Regions from separate parts of the Hordeum vulgare genome. Here region 1 is linked to region 2. A link is a contact called in public Hi-C data. All regions are on one chromosome and are shown on one strand. Each heading gives the region's core, a stretch centred on a gene start, on an enhancer-like site or on the middle of the called end of the contact. The rest is flanking DNA. Distances are from core to core; before and after follow the strand shown.

Region 1 (2,903 bases), core at 157-2,656, 310 kb after region 2:
GAGCTGTGAATCAAACCGGGATCTCTTGATTAACTCCGCACACGGGTAATCACCGGACCACGCAAACATAACAGATAAAGTGTTATCATTTTCTTCTCTTATCATCTCATTTTTTTGTTTTTCTATTTTTCTGTTTTTGTTTATCTTACCATCAATTGGATGAACTTTTTCTAATTCAATGAATTTTTGAATATTGCAGAACCTTTTTCAAATCTGATAAACTTTTTTTTCAAATTTGATGATTTTTTTTCAATCCGTTTTCAACATTGATGAATTTATTCCTTCAAATTTGTGAACTTTTTCAAAATCGCTGAACTCTTTTTAAAACTTGATGAACTTTTTTTGTCAAAGTCGATGAACTTTTTGCCAAAGTCGATGAACTTTTTTCAAAAGCGATGGACTGTTTTTCAAACTCGATGAACTTTTTTGACAAAGTGGATGTATTGTTTTAAACCAATGAACTTTTTTTTGAAATGATGAACTTTTAAAACCTTTTTCAGTTTTTTTTCCAAAATCGGAGAACTTTTTAAATTTTTGTCAACTTTTCTTCTAAAGGGATGAACTATTTCTCAATATTGATGAATGTTTTTAAATTCACGATTTCTTGAAAAAAAAATAAAAAAATGATAAATAAATAGTGTGGCCATATTTGTTCTTTCAGTTTAGGGAGGCTACTAAAATCACAAGTGTGCAATGGTGTTGTTGGTTAGCTGAGCTGGCACAAGGACATGGCGATGCATGTTTGAATCCTGGATGATCCACTTTTTGCATTTTTCCGACAAATTTTGTTCGCTGCCATAGCCTTTATGGTCGGGCCCAATAATGCGCTGCAGAGGGAGCCAACTACCTATTTGGACGCTTAAGGCATGGGAAAATCCTATTTAACGCTCTTTGCGTCGAAATGTCGACCAAACCCATGCGGAGAGAGCGATCGCTTCACATTAGGCTGGCCCATTAGAGCATCCCGGTTTTGGCAACCTTCTAGAAGTTCCAGCCTGTTTGTTTGGATTTTGGGAACTTTCTAGAAGATTTCCTGAACCGTCTTTTTTTCGATTTTTTTACTTTATTCATTTTTTGTTTCTGTTTCAAAAATGTTCCAGATTTTAAAAAAGCTTTCGGAATTTTAAAAAATGTTTTGGAATTTAAAAAAATGTTACGGAATTTCAGAAAATATTTCGGAATTTTTTTGAAAATATTTTTTTTATTTCGGAAAAAATGTTCCAAAATCGAAATCAAAAAGTAGAAAAATAATTATTGGATTTTTTTTGAAACAAAAAAATAAGCTGGGCCGGTCCAGTTGGGATCAACCCCTGTGCATTGCACCTCATCGCTGTCGATGATGGGCTGGCCCAGTCGGGGCGCCACCCATGTGCGGCAGGCGACTCCTTGCCGCAATTAGCGGCAAATAGGAGATCATGGGCTCTCATTCATAGAGACTAACTCGTAGGAACCGTGCATGGGTCAGGCCAACTACAGGAGATCGGGCTACACAACAGTAGTTGCTCTATCTGGTTTCCTGTCGTGCTCTTCCCTTTTCTTTCCCATCTTTTTGCTGATTTACTTTCATTTTATTCATTTTTTCTGTGTTCATTTCACTAGATAATTGCGAGTGTGTTGCAATGGGTAGAAATGTTTAAGTATGTTAGCCAGTGATTTACCTGCCCATATTTATGTGATTGTGTAAACACTTGATTATCAAATCTGTCTAACTGAATATATTTCGGATTTTAATTTTGTAAGCACTTATTATTTTAGCAAAGATTTTTTTTGGTAAGCCACTAAGGGCATGTACAATGGTGTTATCCTATGAGTGTCATGTAGGATAAATGATGAGGTGAAGGAGAGAGAACTCGTAAGAAAATATTTGTCTTCTCTTGTTTAAGAGAGAACAAGAGGTGATCTTTTAGCACAATATGTTTTATCATATTTTTAGGAATAGCTAGTTATTGAAGATAAGGCTAAGAGATGATCCATTATAAGACATTTTTTATCATTTCTAAATTACATGCAAGACTTAAGATAAGACAATCTTATCAATCATTGTACATGCCCTAAATGATGGGACCATCTTATTAACCATCTTATCAAAAAAAGAATGGGAAGCCAGACGAAGCACTATGTCCGAAAGGATAAAAAAAGAACGCTATTCTTTTTAGAGTAATGTTACGTCTACAAAAAGTTACTTCTTGTTTTACAAAAAAGTTGATGTGAGGGATTATAATCGGTAATAGAGGGATGAAGTGGCGCACCCCCGTTGAATTAGGGAGGGTTATAGTTTGGAAAATTAAGTACAGCGTTTGTAATTCTTTGTGGATCTAGCTTTATTCATCTTTTTTAAGCAAGTAGAGGAAATTCATAAATATTTTTAAACCCATGATTTTTTAAACCCAAATGATAAAAGTCACCTGTGTGGCATGAAACACTATGACCCTGAAGATTTTTAGAACTAAAGTTGCCATCGGAAAAGAAAAAACAAACAAAAATAATATAAACTTGATATCCGAAAAGGAAGTTGTGCTTGACAACTAAAGTTCCCAACCTCGCATTACTAAATTTGCCATAGAAACAATTCAAAGTTGCCATGTGTTTTTGCCACACATATGACACTTAACAAGGTTCTTTTCTAATTCATAATACTCCCACTAGACAAAAAGAAAAGTTGACTTCTAAAGTAGTCATTTAATTCTACCTTGGTACATATAATTTGAGTTTATGGCCTTGTATAAGGATATGAATGGAGTACTCATTTACATGAAAGTCATGAATATATTTAAATTTCGTAAACATTTAAACATTTATATAAAATTAAACAGTACTTTTAACTTTTAAACATTTGTTTAATTCGTAAGAAACATAATAAATTGAAACACTAAACCAGCTGGAATAAGAAAAGGCTAGTTAAA
Region 2 (3,161 bases), core at 319-2,818:
CGGTTAGGGGAAGACACATGTAGAATACATTGGTCATTAAAAAATCAAAAAAGAGTTTATAGAATTTCAAAAAGTTCAGATTTGCGAAAAAAGTTCTATGATAAGGTTCACTGATTTCTAAAATATGTTCATGGATTTTCCAAAAATTCATGGAATTCGAAAAAAATAATCATTGATTTTCAAATAAAGTTCATCAATTTTCAAAATCAGTTCATTGATTTCGAATTTTTTTTACGAATTTTAAGTTATGTTCACCAGTTTTAAAAAAAACTTCACCGATTTTGAAAAACTTCACCGATTTAAAAAGTTCATCAATTTGGAAAAAAGTTCACGGACTAAAAGACAGAGAGGATCTCTAGATGGGCCAGCCCATTACGGAGCGCAGTAGGCACCGGTTAGCAAAATTTGTCATTAATCGTTGCCTGCGACGCTAAATTGGATTTGCCGTTAACTAGTGTTTGCCATGCGGCAATAGCATCACACGTTTGAACGTAGGCGTCAATGGCCAACAACTTTTCCTCCTATTTGACGACACAATATTCTTTCCTTTTTCAAATCCATTCGATGATACTTTAACCGTCTCAAAATAAATGTCTCAAGCTTAGTATAATTTTATACTTCCTCTGTTCCAAAATTCTTGTGTTAGGTTTGTCTAAAAATGAATGTATCTAAATACCAAAAGGTGACTAGATACATTCATATATAGATAAATTTAAGACAAGAATTTTGAGACGGAGGGAGTACTAAAGTTAATACAAAGTTGAAACATTTTTTTTGACGGAGGGAGTACTATAGTCAACCTAACGCATGCATGTTGTTGCGTTGGGCTTGTCCTATTTAGCTCGTTTTCTTTTCTGCCCAGCACCACACTAGAAAATTTCACCAATTGTCTTTTCTTTTTGGAGCGTGCGGCACTGGTTCTTTTTTTTTATCGAAGGGGTTTTCTTTGGGGCTTCTGTTATGATTTTATAGGTTTTCTACTATTTTGTAATGAATTATATTTTAATAATTTTTTATTTCATTTTCTTGGTTTATTCGTTTCTTTTATTTAACAATAATCAAATTACGGAAATCTTATAATTTTGATAAATTTTTGAATTTTCTTAAATATTTCCTAACACACGATTATCATTTAAAATTTTCGAATTACAAAAACATTAAAAATATTATAACATGTTATCATTTGTAATTATTTTCAGCCAATGATTATATTTTTAAAAATACACGATGTACATTTGCCAACACATTAAACATTTTTTTAATACACTTTGAGTTCTTTATCTTTTATATATTTTTTAGAAGAATGTTCATGTAATTGAAAATGCTAGTTTATTAAATGTTAATGTCACTAAAAATAAGCGTCTCTTTTCTTGAAAAAATTATTCATGTTCTATGGAAAACCAAAAGAAAAGTGAATGATTTGTTTTTTGCTTAAATGGGAGGAGAAATGAACACTGGGTGACACAAAAACGAGATAGTGGAACACATTCGAACTGGACCAGTCCATGAGCATGTGCCAGCTTGCCAGCAATTCGATGCACTGAGCATTGAATAGGGCCTCTCGGCCCCAACACCACACCGATGGCGGAGTGGGGTTCCCGGCTTGGGCACCCGCCTCCGAGATAAGATCATCTCCAGTCCTCTGCCTCTTTTCCTAAAACTTGGCTCTCTAAAGCATATTTTTAAACTTAAATGTCTAAATTTGACGGTTTAAGGTTTTTTTCCTTAAATTTAGAGCATCTCCAACAGCCGCGCTAAAACAGCGCCGCGCTGTAAAAATCGCCTTTTTGGCGCGTGCACAATAAAAAAGTTGCTCCAGCGGTCGCGCGATAAACGCGTGCGCGGCATAAAGAGTACAGCGCGCGGTCGGAATCGGCATCACGCGCTGCTTATTTGATGCGTCCGCTTCGGCGTGTTGCACACTCGAGCGCGCGCGTCGCTCTCTCTCCATCACGCCACCTTCGCCCCGCCGCGTGCCGCCGCCGGCGAACTACCCGATGGACGCCCCTGCCGACACCCCCTTCACCCCTTCTTACAACCGTGACTCCTCCGCTGCGGCCGTCGTCGTCGCCGCCGCCGCCGCAAACCCTAGCACTAGGAGCTTTGGCTTCGTCGCCGCCGCCGCTCCTCCAAGCACCGGCGTCGTGCGCGGCCTATTCATGCCGCCACGGATGACCTAGGCGGCGGGTGGCCTCGCGCCGGCGCGCTCCGTGAACCCACATGCCCCCCTCTTACAGCTCCCAAATGTGGCGCGGGCGAAGAAGGGCAAGGTTTTCACGAAGAAGAAGAAGGCGACGGACGGCTCCGGCTCCGCCAAGCCGTCGAGAAAGAGACTTGTAGGGCGTGTGACGACCGCGGCGGCTCCCGAAGCGCCGGTGAGCTCACATGTTGAGCTGCCGTCCGACGCGCAAAAGGTGTTCGAGGAAATCACCAATGGTAAAAAAATTGTTGTTGTTATTTTTTGAATGCATACATATAGATAGCTCATTTGCTTCGTTGTATATCCTTTCTAGTGTCAACGATGAGGCATATATGTCAACTATGGTGTTGGCTTCAACAATTTCCATTGGTCTCAAACCAATGACATGCACTTTGTTGACCATGAGTTTGAGGTGGACGAGGATGGTGAGGGCATTGTCGACGCACCGAAAGGAAGAGGAGGCAACTACACCAACGATGAAGACATATTGCTATGAAATACTTGGTTGCAAGTGTCGAGGGATCCATCCATTGAAGGTGATCAAAGTAAAAATGCATATTGAAACCGGATGAAGGAGCACTTTGATCTACACAACAAGAGTGGAATTGACCGCTCGACACGATCTCTTCGCTCCCGGTGGTCGACAATCAACCGAGATTGTCAAAAGTGGGCGGCACCACAAAAGGCGGTTGACAAGTTGAACCCAAGTGGCACTAATGATATAGATATGGTAAGTGCCATTTCATCCATGTTCATCATGCTTGTTCTTAGTGTTTGTAGTGCTAACTTGTTTTTTTTAGTTCAATATTGCACAAAACTTGTTCAAAGGAGAGGAGAAGAAGACCAAGAAAGGGAGGGAACATCAAGAAAGGGAGACCATTTACCTTGGCTCGTTGCTATGAAGAATTGAAGGATGATGAGAAGTGGAAGAAGCGTGACGGCATCGATGATGTTGATGAGA

The links. A called contact is a pair of places that touch in the nucleus more often than the background predicts.
Region 1: a Hi-C map of seedling shows a contact between it and region 2, with 6 times the contacts expected there. The contact joins two enhancer-like sites. A contact is called at or near these places in 2 of 6 Hi-C or Micro-C datasets (leaf and seedling).

What each region holds. Positions count from the first base shown.
Region 1 is chr7H:106,015,940-106,018,842 of MorexV3_pseudomolecules_assembly, forward strand. No RefSeq gene overlaps it. Among protein-coding and RNA genes, the nearest start is that of LOC123410764, 68 kb to the right of the region's middle. Within about 2 kb of position 1,407, at least 3 of the 3 cell types and tissues checked have open chromatin away from gene starts, as enhancers often do. A contact at or near this core is called in leaf and seedling, where this site is marked.
Region 2 is chr7H:105,704,248-105,707,408 of MorexV3_pseudomolecules_assembly, forward strand. No RefSeq gene overlaps it. Among protein-coding and RNA genes, the nearest start is that of LOC123408410, 14 kb to the left of the region's middle. Within about 2 kb of position 1,569, at least 3 of the 3 cell types and tissues checked have open chromatin away from gene starts, as enhancers often do. A contact at or near this core is called in leaf and seedling, where this site is marked.